Linked DNA regions of Ostrinia nubilalis: region 1 is linked to region 2. Evidence: chromatin contacts called from public Hi-C data. All regions are on one chromosome and are shown on one strand. The core of a region is the stretch at or near the end of the contact, and the rest is flanking DNA. Distances in the headings are between cores, read along the strand shown. Region 1 holds the start of LOC135071733 (tissue alpha-L-fucosidase). Region 2 holds the start of LOC135071728 (zinc finger protein Xfin-like).

The links. A called contact is a pair of places that touch in the nucleus more often than the background predicts.
Region 1: a contact with region 2 is called in a Hi-C map of whole body, with 4 times the contacts expected there. The contact joins the promoter of LOC135071733 here to the promoter of LOC135071728 in region 2. A contact is called at or near these places in 2 of 5 Hi-C or Micro-C datasets (both in whole body).

The regions. Positions count from the first base shown.
Region 1 is chr5:6,021,378-6,028,189 of ilOstNubi1.1, forward strand. It overlaps LOC135071733 (tissue alpha-L-fucosidase), which reads left to right and starts at 1,965. Exons shown (of 6, transcript XM_063965515.1): 1 at 1,965-2,260; 2 at 2,793-2,934; 3 at 3,128-3,594; 4 at 3,858-3,998; 5 at 4,285-4,613; 6 at 5,158-5,573. The coding sequence starts at 2,143. The coding sequence ends at 5,331.
Region 2 is chr5:5,675,864-5,682,996 of ilOstNubi1.1, forward strand. It overlaps LOC135071728 (zinc finger protein Xfin-like), which reads right to left and starts at 1,379. Exons shown (of 5, transcript XM_063965507.1): 1 at 1,038-1,379; 2 at 261-407; 3 at 99-176. The coding sequence starts at 1,178. It overlaps LOC135071738 (ras-related protein Rab-37), which reads right to left. Exons shown (of 6, transcript XM_063965524.1): 6 at 4,052-5,516. The coding sequence ends at 5,275.

The DNA of each region.
Region 1 (6,812 bases), core at 715-3,214, 350 kb after region 2:
CTCCAAAATCTGATGTTGTATTTCCTAGCATACAAAGAAATAGAGATGAATTCTCTGTCTTTGGGGAGTATGTTGCCAATGAATTGCGATCTCTAAAAGGAGAAAAGAATCTTTTGGTGGCAAAGAAAAAGATACAGGATGTGATATTTGAAGTTAAAATGGGCATGATTTGTGATACAAGAGTAGAACAAAACACCGCTTGTACTGTATACACACATACAAGCCAACCTCATAATACTACAGCGATACATAGTGGAAAATTATTCACAAGCCCTACAATGACTTCAACTACACACATAGAATCTCTGCCTACGGCCCATACGCCTCCGACTTCAAGTATCAGCGAAATCATCATCAATGGGGCTTGCCATTACACAAACTTTAAAGTTGATACTCAATAGCAGTGTCATCCACTTCCTAGCAGGGAAGTGGATAAAGGAGAGCATAATATTTTACGAAACTAAGTCTAAAATGAATCTTTAATCTGTTAGAATTAAATCATCACAGCCACACATTGACATGCTAATAAAGTACATTGTGTTAGAATAGAAATTTTCTATAACTTAAGATGAGCATTAATATGTTTGTAAGTAATTTACCACTCCTGCTCATTTTTATGTGCCATTAATTTATGGCAATTTTTTTTTAATTATGAAGGTATTTACAATGAAATTAGATAATTTTGTTTGTAAAATATTTTTTGTATAAATATCTAGTCATACACCCTTGGCTCATGATTGTGTGCCAGTAGTATTACATTTTTGTGTTCAAGTCTGCAACAAGTTTTACTATTATTAAATAAATATAAAAAAAATCGCTGCAATGCCTGTTTATTTTAATTCTGCCCTGTCTCCGTGATATCTCGTCTGACTGAAGCGCATCCCGCGAATAAGTCAAAATAAAAAATATTAGGTTCCAAACCATAACACACAGTCCGTCATTGTGTCATACCGTCATACGTACTTAGATTTTATTGGACTTTTTTGTCCTCATAAATTAATCTTTATCCTAACATAAAATTTTTATTATGTGCTCTGCTGTGGAATGATCTAATATCATAAAATTCACAAAAAAAACAGTCCCTGCTATTACTTTGATCTATGCTCCTACTTTTTTGAAGTCGGTTAAAAACAGGACATTCCGGTCAGCCGGTGTTTCACTGGCACAAGTACACTATGCGGGAAATTGGCCAAGGCAGGCGTAGTGGTGTGAACACGATCTCGGTTAATTTCTCTTTCCCCCACCCGTGTGTCGCCCATACTTCGGTACTTGGACAATTTTCCACATAGTGTACTAATCGGCAACGGTGTTAACTACCCATTGTCGGTCATGTCGTCTCGCTCTATCGCAAAGAATCACCATTTGATGAGAGCGAGAGCAAAAACGGAAATGGATAGTTAACATTGTGGCCGAAAGTACAACTTGCGCCATACGATACGACATAATAAATATTTTATCTTTGTAAAATCAGTGTGACCAGATGTAAGGTACTTTATTTTAAATAATTAGTACATTTCAATGCTCTATGTTTCAATGACTTGTTTGAACATCATTATGCACTATGGGCCACAGTGCCAGCTAGCCATTTCCGGTCATATCTTCTCATTCTATCGCAAATAATCACCATTTGATGAGAGCGAGGGAATAAACGGAAATGGGTAGTAAATGGTATTTTTGTATAATCGTAAGTATAATCTAATCATAATTTGAATATTTTTGTAGTTGGGAAAAATACAGTAATGTTACATATTGTTTTTGGTAATTAATTAATTACTTTAACCTTTAATTACCATTGATTAAAGCATTTATTAGAGAATAAATTTTATAATTACTTAAATAAGTATTTTTCTGAAGTGGGCGTAGCGTAGGTAGTTTTATAAAATTTAATCTGGTATCACAGTAACCTGTGGCTTTTGTTGTTGTGTACGTCTCTATCTATGTTATGATAGCTCTATGCTCTATATATGATCGACCGGCACTGCAGCGCCGCGCCGGGTGTCAAAATCAATCAATACCAAATAATTCGGCGTAGAACGCGTTCGAGTTTTTTTGGCGGCGAAACTATTCGCTTTTGAATTTTATTTGATAAAATCAAATCAAAAACAATTTAAAAGAAATTAAACACTATTGTGACTGTGAAACATGCGTTTAATATTGTTAGTGGTGACTGTTGGATTAGTGAAGTGTCATATTTCTGTACAAAACGGCAATGAAAATTTTTTAATTGAAAGGGAACCTGAAGCACAACCTGAAGAGAAAGGTAAAAAATACAAACCTGACTGGGAAGACTTGGATACGCGGCCTCTCCCTCGGTGGTATGATGAGGCCAAAATAGGCATTTTTCTTCACTGGGGCGTATTCAGTGTGCCTAGTTTTTACTCTGAATGGTTCTGGAATGATTGGAAGAGTATGTATTTTTTTATTTATTTTATTTGTTTTGTTAAAAACAAAGTTTATTTTCTGTTATTTTTTTTTTATGTTTTACCTACCTCACATTAAAATATTTCTTCTGACTCTGGAGAGCGAGTGACTATTTTTAATTTTATTACATTCGCACTTCAGACGTTATAATCAAATGCTGTTACTTACTACATAACTTTAATTTTTGTTTCTTTAAATATTTAGTTTAATTTTTTTCTACAACCAGTTACCACTTTATTATCAAGGGTAAGGGAGGTAGTTTTATAAAAGTTTAAAAACTTAAACAATTATGTAATGAGATAGCAACCTATCTATTAAATTAATCTTAATGTAACTGATCTAAAGTCACAATTTTAACAAAAATATTTTAGATGGCAACGTTAAGGAAATTACTGAGTTCATGGAGAAAAATTACCCACCTAACTTCTCTTACCAAGAATTTGCTCCAATGCTAAAAGCGGAGTTCTTTGAACCAGAGAAGTTTGCAAAACTCTTTCGTAGAGCTGGTGCTAAGTAAGTTATTCATTTTCTTTCTATTTGTCTTATTTATTTTATAATGTTCAAACTGCTAGCTATAAGCTCCCAGTCAATTTATACTGTTTGTAGGTATTTATAATACAGGATAAGTTTATCTTCTATATACAAGGATAATACTTAATGAGAAGGCTATAAATAATTAGTTAACAATTATTATTTCAATTTACAGGTATGTAGTTTTGACAACCAAACATCATGAGGGATACACATTGTTTCCTTCAAAACGATCATTCAACTGGAATTCTGTAGACGTTGGGCCTCATCGGGACCTAGTCAAAGATGTCGGTGACGCTGTAAGGAAAGCTGGCTTGAAATTTGGTGTTTACCATTCCCTTTATGAATGGTACAACCCTATTTACTTGAAAGATAAAGCTGCCTCTTTTAAAACACGAGATTACCCAGATACAAAGCTCTGGCCTGATATCAAACAGCTTATAAACGACTACAAGCCATCGGTGCTGTGGGCTGATGGTGACTGGGAAGCCAACGACACATACTGGAAGTCAACCGATCTGCTATCATGGCTTTATAACGACAGCCCGGTCAAGGATGACATAGTGGTTAACGATAGATGGGGGGTGGGTATCCCTTGCCATCACGGAGATTTCTATAACTGTGAAGACCGTTACAACCCAGGTAATGTTAATGTTACTCAACAATATTGTTTATTATTTATCATTGTATTAACACTGCAAAGGTGCATTGCATTGCACCATTTTAACTTCATAAGATAAGTATTTACTAGGCACTCTATTGAAGATTATTGACCTCGTCTTCTAGAGTAGGTATTACAAACAAGATTATTATTGAGATTGTGTTAATTACCAATCACTAGTTAGTGTTAATTATAAATATCAGTCTTAACATTTTGTTTACACTGCTACCCAACTTTTTTGTAGGTCGCCTAGTAAACCACAAATGGGAAAACGCGATGACGTTGGACAAAAAGTCTTGGGGCTACCGACGAAACATGGAACTGGATGACGTTAAAACCATACATGAATTACTGCAAGACGTCATATCAACAGTTAGCTGTGGTGGTAAGACTAACTACATTCCTTAATAATACTTAATATCCTTATATCATAATATCATGTAACCAGCCAGCCAAGGATGCGCGCCATTATATCGTCTTATCGAGACATTTTATCGATTTTGCGTGATAAACCCATACATTTGTCGCCCAAAATCGTGGATAAGATTTTTCATGGCGCGCATTTTATCCCGGCTGATAATGAATTGCAAGTTTTTAATAGAAATCTGAAGCTAATAAAGGCAGCCTATGACCAAGAGTCATGTCTTTCTTATAAATATTGTCCTTTCTAGGCAATGTCCTGATCAACGTAGGCCCAACCAAAGAGGGTACCATAGCCCCGATATTCGAGGAGAGACTGGAAGAACTAGGCGACTGGATTGAGGTCAACGGAGAAGCGATATACGGGACCAAGCCCTGGACAGCTCAAAACGATTCCTATAGCCCAGATGTCTGGTACACTTGCACTGGGAAACCTGATAGCTCTGACGTGACAGCGGTCTTCGCAATCTTCCTGCAATGGCCTGATACGAATACGCTGTATCTGTCAAACATTACAGAAGTAGTGGCGAAGCCGCATTGGCATATTGAGCTGTTGGGGAATGAGGGAATTTACTTGGCGGTAAGTACTTTAAAATGTTTGCTACTTTTTAAATAAATACCTCCGTCATGTAATAACAAGGATTCTCGTTACTGAAGTTCCGAGTTTGATACCCAGGTGTAATATTACTTAAGCATATGATTCTAGTTTGCTTGGGACATGGGTTGTGACCTTAATTCACGCAGTAATTAAGAAAACAAGTATTCCCAAACAGTATTTTGTTTAATTTAGTGTTAAGTTTATCCAGTCAAGTTAATGATTCTATTATCTGTTTGACCCTATGTCGGACTCTCTGTTTTGATTGTCAAAAGAAATGAAGTTCATTCACACGAACTTTGTTTATGTTTGTTATATTCTTGTTAAATAACCATACTTTACATAGTTTGTATTTACCCACAAAATGTTTACCCAGTAGTTGAGCGTTTCGTATACTTACCTATTTGTTTGTCGTTCACTTAACATTGACAAATTAAACTGCCTTATTCTCAGCATTAAGACGAAACTAATTATGAAACTTAGTAAAATAATTAATCAATCACTTAACATGAAATTATGTTATTTTCAGTCTGAGAAGACACCTGACGGCAACGTCGCTATTTACTTGCCAGAACTGGAGACAGTAAAGTCCAAAAATGCTTGGACCCTCAAATTTTCCTGCAGTACATGCGGCCCTCAATATGAACAGGAGTTCTTGCACAAAACTACAAGAGATAAAAGTTCCAACATCATCGAAATCTGAACAGCAAAAGACAACCTGGAAATTGGCAGATGCCTCTACATAAACTTAGAACATACTAAAATGTGCATTTTATGTCGAAATCTACTGTTATGCACTGTCACAAATTACCTACTGATTAATCGCCAAAAATTAACAAAACAATATTCCCGAATCCGTATATGTAATGGTATCATTAGATTTTGTTTTATTAAATAGAATAAGATATAGTTTATGACTGGAAATTAAATAAGTGAAAAGAACAATGGTTTAATTTTATTTTTTCACCAGCAATGTACCGAATAGTATTGCTTATTTAAAGATGGGATTCTTTTGAATTTTTTTAAGCTTTATTTCATTCTTATCAGAAGAAAATAGGGTATTTTCGTTTACTTGTGTTGTTCAAGAGTGGACTTGGGAGTGTACGTAAGTAAACATTATTTTAGATATAGATAAACCTAATTTTCGACCCCATTAGACATGACCGATAAAATTGTGTGATGGTGTTTAATCTTACAAGTGAAATTGGTTTCGAGGTTCGATAATATTAATCTATTGAATTCCGAAATTTATAAATGCACATGTACCATTACTTATGCCCGTTTTCACCATCAACCCCTAATTTTAAGTGACCCCTATGGTAACATAGGTAATATGAGTTTTGTTTTCATAAAGGTTACTTAAATTAGGGATTGATGGTGAAAACGAGCATTAGACACTCTTCCAATAGTGAATAATAAAGGAGAGACGTCCCTTACGTTAGATAATAATAAAAATAAATAAAACACACTTTAACGTCAAACAAGTGTATTTAATCGAGATTTTATAACTAGATTACATAAATGGTTTACGATTTATTGAAACCACGTGAAGCTAAATATAAAAGTAACAATAGAAGTTCCACTATACAGTTAGAATTGTTATAAACAAAGCCCATGTTGTGCATAAAATAGAAAATTATAAGTATTTATAAACAAAATGATTGAATGATGTGCAGAATCGTATTGTTATGGCACAAATATACAATGATTATGATGACTTCATGAATCGTCAACACACATAATGAGCGAGGAAAAACATTCCGCATCAATTTCGTCATTCTGACTTAACAATAGGGAACTTTACTACTCATAAAAGGTATGTATAAAGTCTAGCGTCCAATAGTAACGCCGAATCGAGTTCTCAATCGAGATCAATTAATATTTATCGATACTGCGCCCTCTTGTTCAGAGTTAGTGCCTAATGTATAAGTTTAATTTTGAATCAATGGACGTTCGATTTGTCGCCCTATTGGACGCCAGACTTATTTATTGATTGTTCTTAATGATTTTATATAGATGACATTAGTAATTTAGTTCCCAAAAATCTAAGACAAAGGATTAGCGGAATGTTACACACTATTCAATATTCGTATCACTAAACAATGCTCAAAACTAGATTCAAACTCAAAAATCCATGTGATTGAGCTAAATTCGACCAATCAAAGGCTTGAATTTGTACCTGAA
Region 2 (7,133 bases), core at 129-2,628:
GATCATTATGATTATTCTGTTTTTAACCTTTGTACACTACACTCATCATCAAGAATAGTTGAGTTGTTATGATAACATTTTAACAGGGAAACACTCACCTCATTGTCAGGGTATGACCCATCAATGACCACTCCATCATCATAAGCCTCATCAGCAGGTTCACTCTTTATTTTTATCTGGAAATCCATTTATAATATTAACAAACAAGTCACATTCTAAATAACAAGTGACAAATCCAAGCATGAATGTCTGGAACATACCTCTTCTAGTTGGCTGCCATCCTTTTTTATCAGCAACTCTAATTTGTTTTGTGTCCTTTCACATACTGTCTTGAAAATATGCCAGTTATTGACATTATCCACACATTTCCTGCAGACATTCGTCGGCAGGTCGTCATTCTCGCTTATCTGGAAAAATAATCATACGCAATCATTGTAAGGGGCTTCCTATTCGCGCGCATTTCATCAGAGCGAGCGAGGCGAAACCGCGCTTCATGAGTACATAGATACGCGAGGAGAAACTAAGTAGGTAGGCGTAGGTATAGCCGGGCGGCTGACTCCTCGACCGAATAAGTAGAAGCGAGTCGAGTGCCAGCCAGCGAGCCCCTCGAGGGTTACCGCTCGATATACACACACAGCTATAGCGAACTCACGCCGACACCGACGCTCGACCCGTTCGAGAGACGAGCTGCACCGGCCTGGTCTCGTCCGATAAATCAATACACGAGATGGCCAACGCGAGGCCTCGTAACGACACGCAGACCCCCTCCCGACCTGACCCCCGGGAATAATGCCAAACTCGACCCTCATGATACGCGCCATTCCTCGCCGGCTGCACGGAATGTGACGCGACGCGGCCACGAGTCGAGCGATAGCCGAGGAACATTACAAAATGGTGGACGATCTTACGACATCTCCACCTAAACGCAGCGCTGCCTGACATTGCACGAACCGGGGCGGATGACGAGTTCTCACGTACACCAAGGGTCTACTTTCACTAAAAACACCACTCAAGCTCATATTTAGGGCAATCCTTACCTGTACAGAGACGCAATCCTTGATTTTCGAAGCGAGAACGGGAGGTTCCGAGTCATCCGAACTGGTGGTAGGAAAAATCGGCAGTAATTCGCCTCGAGATGACAAGCACAGTCGACAAACACGATCATAATTCACACTCATTGTAAATAAACACAATTTTGAACTTTTTACACTGTCCACAACGCTTATAAAAGAGACGCCATGTCACCACGAGCACTTCAACACAAAGCACTGCACATCGTTCTTGCTTGAGCACGAAAGCGGCTGATGATGAGCATGAGAAGTCGATAGGTTCGGTCGGGACGGCTGGCTCGAGTCGCCGACCACCTGTCGTTCTGCGCATGTGCGCGTAGAATGGCGTCAATGCTGCCAACATAAAGACGAAAAATAATGAACAGTTTCAGGGCTCGCAAACAAATGGTATTTTATTGAAATAAAACCACGCACGTGTTATTTTTAAACTTGATCACAAGTTAAATAAAAACAACTAGGTAATAAATTGATTCGATCAAGATTTTATTTGTTTGTTTTAAGTTTGTTGTTTATTGGTTTCAAATATCAAGCAAGAGGTATCGATAATTAAGTCAAGTGATCTTTGAAAAACAGAACCTTGTGAGGACAATAAATTTAGATCGTTCGAGTTTAATTATGTTTTCATGCATGTATTATTTTTATTTTATCCATAATTAGTTCGTTCGGACACACACGAAAATCAAATCCATATCTGTGTGGACATTTTATAATATTGCGATTTTTAATTTCTAGGACTGAAAACGAATTATTGTAATTCTAAAATTAAGTAATATTATTATTATTTATTTTTATTTTAACTGTAAGTATGGCCAGTGGCGGCGTAGCATAGGTTGGCACCCGGGGCGGCACCCCCCCCCCCCCTACTGTTTGCATTTGTGTACCTATTAAATAAATATTTTAATTTTATTATCGACCAGAATCCAAGCAACCGCTACCAAACTAAGAACCTAATCGATATTGTGTGTATATTCTGTGGTATTATTAATGTCCTTAACCTCGTAAAATATTTCCGAATTGGTTTTCGTCATTAGTGATAAATTATCATGAATGTGTATTTCCAAACAAAATAATTTTATTATTATGTTGCTTTAGTTATCAAAAAGGTTGCCGTGCCCTGAATGTTATCGTCTGTCTCACTCTAACCTATAATGGAAAATAGCGCCAAATTCAAACATCGGAGGAAATGTCAGCGGGTTTCATTTTAGCGGCAAATACAAAAGTTCGTGTTCGAGGAGTAGCATTTTTAATGGGTTTGTTGTGAATTGTTATTTTCTATTGTGATTTGTAATGCTACATTAATTTATTTATAAAGTTAATATTTCAAAGAGATAAATGGAATACTGACAAAAATCTAAATATTTACTACCTCGAATTAAAAATGGGTCCCATTTTTATCCTTTGGGTGCGGTGCGGAATCTTAAAAAGGACCCTTGACCTAAAACATCACGTCTTTTTTGTTCACCTGTTATTTTTCTGATAATAAGAACATTTTACTGGTGTTATTTTATTGAACATTTCTTGGTGAGTAAGTAGGATTCCGCTTGAAATGTTAGGTTGATCTAAATAAATGGAAGTGATAGGTATAAAAAAAAAAACATTTTAATTTGGTATAATTTATTTATTATTAATGACTTATTATTTTTTGCTGAAGCAACATTCAATGGCACACAACATTTACAGTTCTAATACACAATTGATTATGTTTACTTAAATCCATAACACTTATATTTTTTTTTTAATTTATACAATATGTTACCTTTGGTAGATTAGTATGTCTATTATTTTAACAGCCTAGTGTTAATAACCAATCAAATTTTTTTAGCAGGTTGGATTTAATGAGAATCCAGTTTTAATGGAAAGATTTATTACCTTGTGATTGCCTACATTGCTACATTTTTGGAACTGTCGAATAACTAAAAAAGTAATGTCCATTTACTTAATTAAAATAGGCGGTCTTAAGTGGAATGTTTTTAAATGGTTAGTAAGTTATGGGTAAAACCTTGATTTTAGTCATTCATTACGTCACCCCAGTGACGTAATGAGGGTTTTCGCGATTGAAAAATCCGCCAGATGGCAATACGTAGACGCGAGGTCCAAATGCTGCATGATTGGTTATTTTTGACATGACATTGACAGATATGTCAAAATCCACCAATCACGCAGCATTTGGACCTCGCGTCTACGTATTGCCATCTGGCGGATTTTTCAATCGCGAAAACCCTCTGAGCCGAAAAATTAAACGATTTTAGTTTGGATTTGTGGTGATATCTAGATATTTTATAAAAAAAAAATTGAGATCTAAATCAGTAAATCGGGGATAAAAAGGATACAAAAATTACAAAAAAATATTAGGCCTCTAGAAATGTGAGGATGATGATGTAAAAAAATACATCCAGGATTTTAGGCACAACTTGTATGCAGAAATAGGTAAGTAGGTGATTTTTTGTTTTTATTGTCCAGGTATGTTATTAATAAATACGAATTTATTTATCTAACTACGTCTACTTTATCCTTCTGCAGTTTAGAATTTAGACAGTAGGTATACAGTGAAGAGAAAGATGAAAATGCCTGTGATTGTTTTAATGATCTCATGAACAGACAGATATTAAGTGGTAGTATTGTATAAAGGTGATAATGATCTATTACACAGTATTAGGTTCTTATACTTTCTTTCCACAATAAAAGTAAGAGGTAATACCTAAACGCGCATCTTATAATAAAACTAGTTTAATCGATACTTACATTACAATTAATTATTAAAATAATATTTTATAAGGAATTTAATATTTGTATAGGATCAAAATATATTATTACTTATACTTACTTTATTACCTACAATAGTATGACTTACTCTTTGAGGTGAGTACAAAATAAACTTATTGTAATGCTGTCTGTAAGCATTTTAATAATTACAAAAAAGGATGTTTCTGTAATCAAGCCATATTTTTAACCATATCTTTTATGGACAACTAGCTTTCCGCCCGCGGCTTCGCCCGCGTGGAATTTTGTCTGTCACAGAAAAACTTTATTGCGCGCGTCCCTGTTTCAAAAACCGGGATAAAAACTATCCTATGTTCTTTCCCGGGACTCAAACTATCTCTATGCCAAATTTCATCAAAATCGGTTGCGAGTTTTAAGCGGGAAAGCGTAACAGACAGACAGACAGACAGAGTTACTTTCGCATTTATAATATTAGTTGGGATGTACGAATATAATCCTGCACATTACTTGTCTTATTACCAAATAATTTCTTTTTTTTAATGGATTTTAACTTGCAACGATCACTATTGTTTTAAATAAAAAAATCCATTCCCCAATAATTTGAAGTAGGTAGATACTTATGTATGACTCTACATAGACCCGTTTTAAAATTAATATCACGGTCATATAAATTAATAGGTCACTTAACTATTTCTTAGTGAATTATGTAATATTATAATTTATTTATGAATATATAATTTTAAACCGTTTAATATTTACTATAACAATTAACATTAATCATGTAAGTAGGTCATCTAATATATCCAACAAATATCTAATACAATCTGTTCATCACAATACATTTTTGCTTTTATAAATTTTCAAAAAGGCATTCAATAATAATCATTTTTAATAATGCAATGCAACTAACGATTTGACAGCTTTTGTTCAAGGTCAGCCTATCTTAGAATATTTTTTTACCCAATTAGAACCTACCTACCTAGTCCACTTTAAAGTATTTAATAGGTAGGTATACCTACTTAAGTGTTACTTGGATAAGTCTGCACTACAGATGTGCAGCATAATAGAAGAATTTATTATGAAATTGAGTTGAATTACAAGAATAATTAAGTCTATTCTTTAAGAAATGGTTTATTAAAAGTTATAATAGATAATGGCATGTTAAAAATAAAGGTCTGCCATTATTTATTGTTAGGTTACATACAACTAACTTGTTTATATTCAGACACCGATTGGAGTAGGTAGAGCCATTTTCTTAATTAATAGACTTTTCTTCCTTATTACAAACATGGCCTCTAGTTATAATTTGTGCTGTCGGCATTGCTTGCAGTCAGCCCACTGATTCAGTCCTTGTTTACACCAGTCACTTCCAGTCCAACAATGAATATGTCAAAGTTTCAGATCTGCTAGTCAGCCTGCACGACGACATTGGTCCGCTGAAGCGTTCTAAATTCAAACGCCACATTTGAATTTCGCGCGCAATTTACGAACATGGCGGGCACGAGGACCTCTGTTCCTGCGTCTGGTGCGCGCGCACGGCCAGCCTAGACGGGTCGACGGGGTTCGCTTTCGCGACTAAAGAGCGCGCCACATGGGCGAACGCCGCTTCGACGTTCAGTCCGGTTTTGGCTGATGTCTCCATAAACGCCACTTGGTACTCTCTCGCCAGCCGCTGCCCTTCCTCCCGCCGCACCGCCCGCTCGAGCCCGCTGTCGGATTTGTTACCTGGAACGAGCAGACTGCATTTGTAGAGGATTGTAGGGTTATTTCATAAGCCTGAGGCGTATACATTTTGGTATGAGGATTCTGCGAAAGGATTCCTTGCGATTTATTTGTTTCTATATAAGGTGTTATTTTTTGTACTGATCATACTTTACCAACGCATCTAATAAAATCATACAAATACAACCCAAGTGTTTTTAAAAAAAAATTCAGGCTAGTTTTCGAGTAAAACGACAAAGAATGTTTCGAAAAAAATAAAAAATAAATCATCCTTTGAGCGCGGTGAGTATTCGTTTGTACGCACTATCGTAGTAGCCGGCCGAGGGCAACGACCACTGCCACGTGCCGCGCCGCGTGAGTCGGCCATATTGATATCGCTGCCAGTCGCTCCGCGCCCACAGCCCGCGCCGAGCCGCCGATCGGCATGCGGGAGCGCAACAACATAAATAATCGTCCCAGTCCGTCCAATGCGCCCAAACGTATTGCAGTGTATGTGTGGTTTATTACAATGCCGCGCTTGATCAATAACAAAACGCAGGTGAAATTATGTTTCGGGCACACTAACTGGCCGACGAGAAACATTGACGAGTCGAAAACCTTCATACCTTGCTTGTTTGGAGCCGCGCAGCGCTTCAGGGAGCGCAGCCGTATCCTGACTTGACGAGATTCCGTGCGCTTCGAGGACGAAGTTCTGGATTTCAATTTCAATCACCGGCACAGTGCTGGCGGTACCCAGATGCGAGCGCCGCAGACGGCGGCTTTTGCGTAGAAATACGGAATGCCTTATCAAGGAGTTGTTGCCAGAGGGCCACGACCGCGACCTAGTTCTATCGATGGTTATTGCGGAAGTCTACCTAGGTACATACCTACAGTGTGATTTGGACAGATGAGTGCTTGTTTACGCGAAAGGGACTTTTTCCGTAAAAAAGTTAGTGCGCGAATTGTGAATACAACATCCGACGTGGTGTCTAGTGAACAGCAAGCAAGTGTGCAGCCCGAAAGCATTACCTCAATTCGATCGTGGCTAGATGACAGTGCAAGACAGTGTTTACGTGAACATTCAACAAAGGCTTGACGTTCAAAATGTATTGTGATTAGTGTAATAATAACCTAGGAACTTTAAATAACAACATTCAAAATAGGTAAATGTGTGAATAAGTAAAATCAATGAATCTAAAGTGTGATGGCAAATCATAATTTAGGAATTAAAACCAGGAAAATTGATCAGTGAGTTTTATTTACAACACATATTCATATTCAATATTAGGGTGCATTTCCACTGAAGCGAAGCGAAGTAGTAATAGGTATGTACCTATCAATTTTTTATTACGTCTCTAAATAAATTGCGTAGGCATTACGAAACCGTAGATATTGAATTCCAATTTCTATCCTTTTTTAAATTTCTAGTTTAACGCGGATGATTCGCCTCGGTTCGTTGGAAAAGTCCCCCGCTATTACACTAATGAAAATACACTTATTTACCTACTTATGTGGCTAGATTTTGTTTCTCCCAGCGCGTAGTACCTATTAATATGACGTAACATCGTACATACTCACGAGTGATAATTTTTGGTAACGTAGGTTTAGTGTAATCTAACCTTTATGTGTGTGAACGTTGAA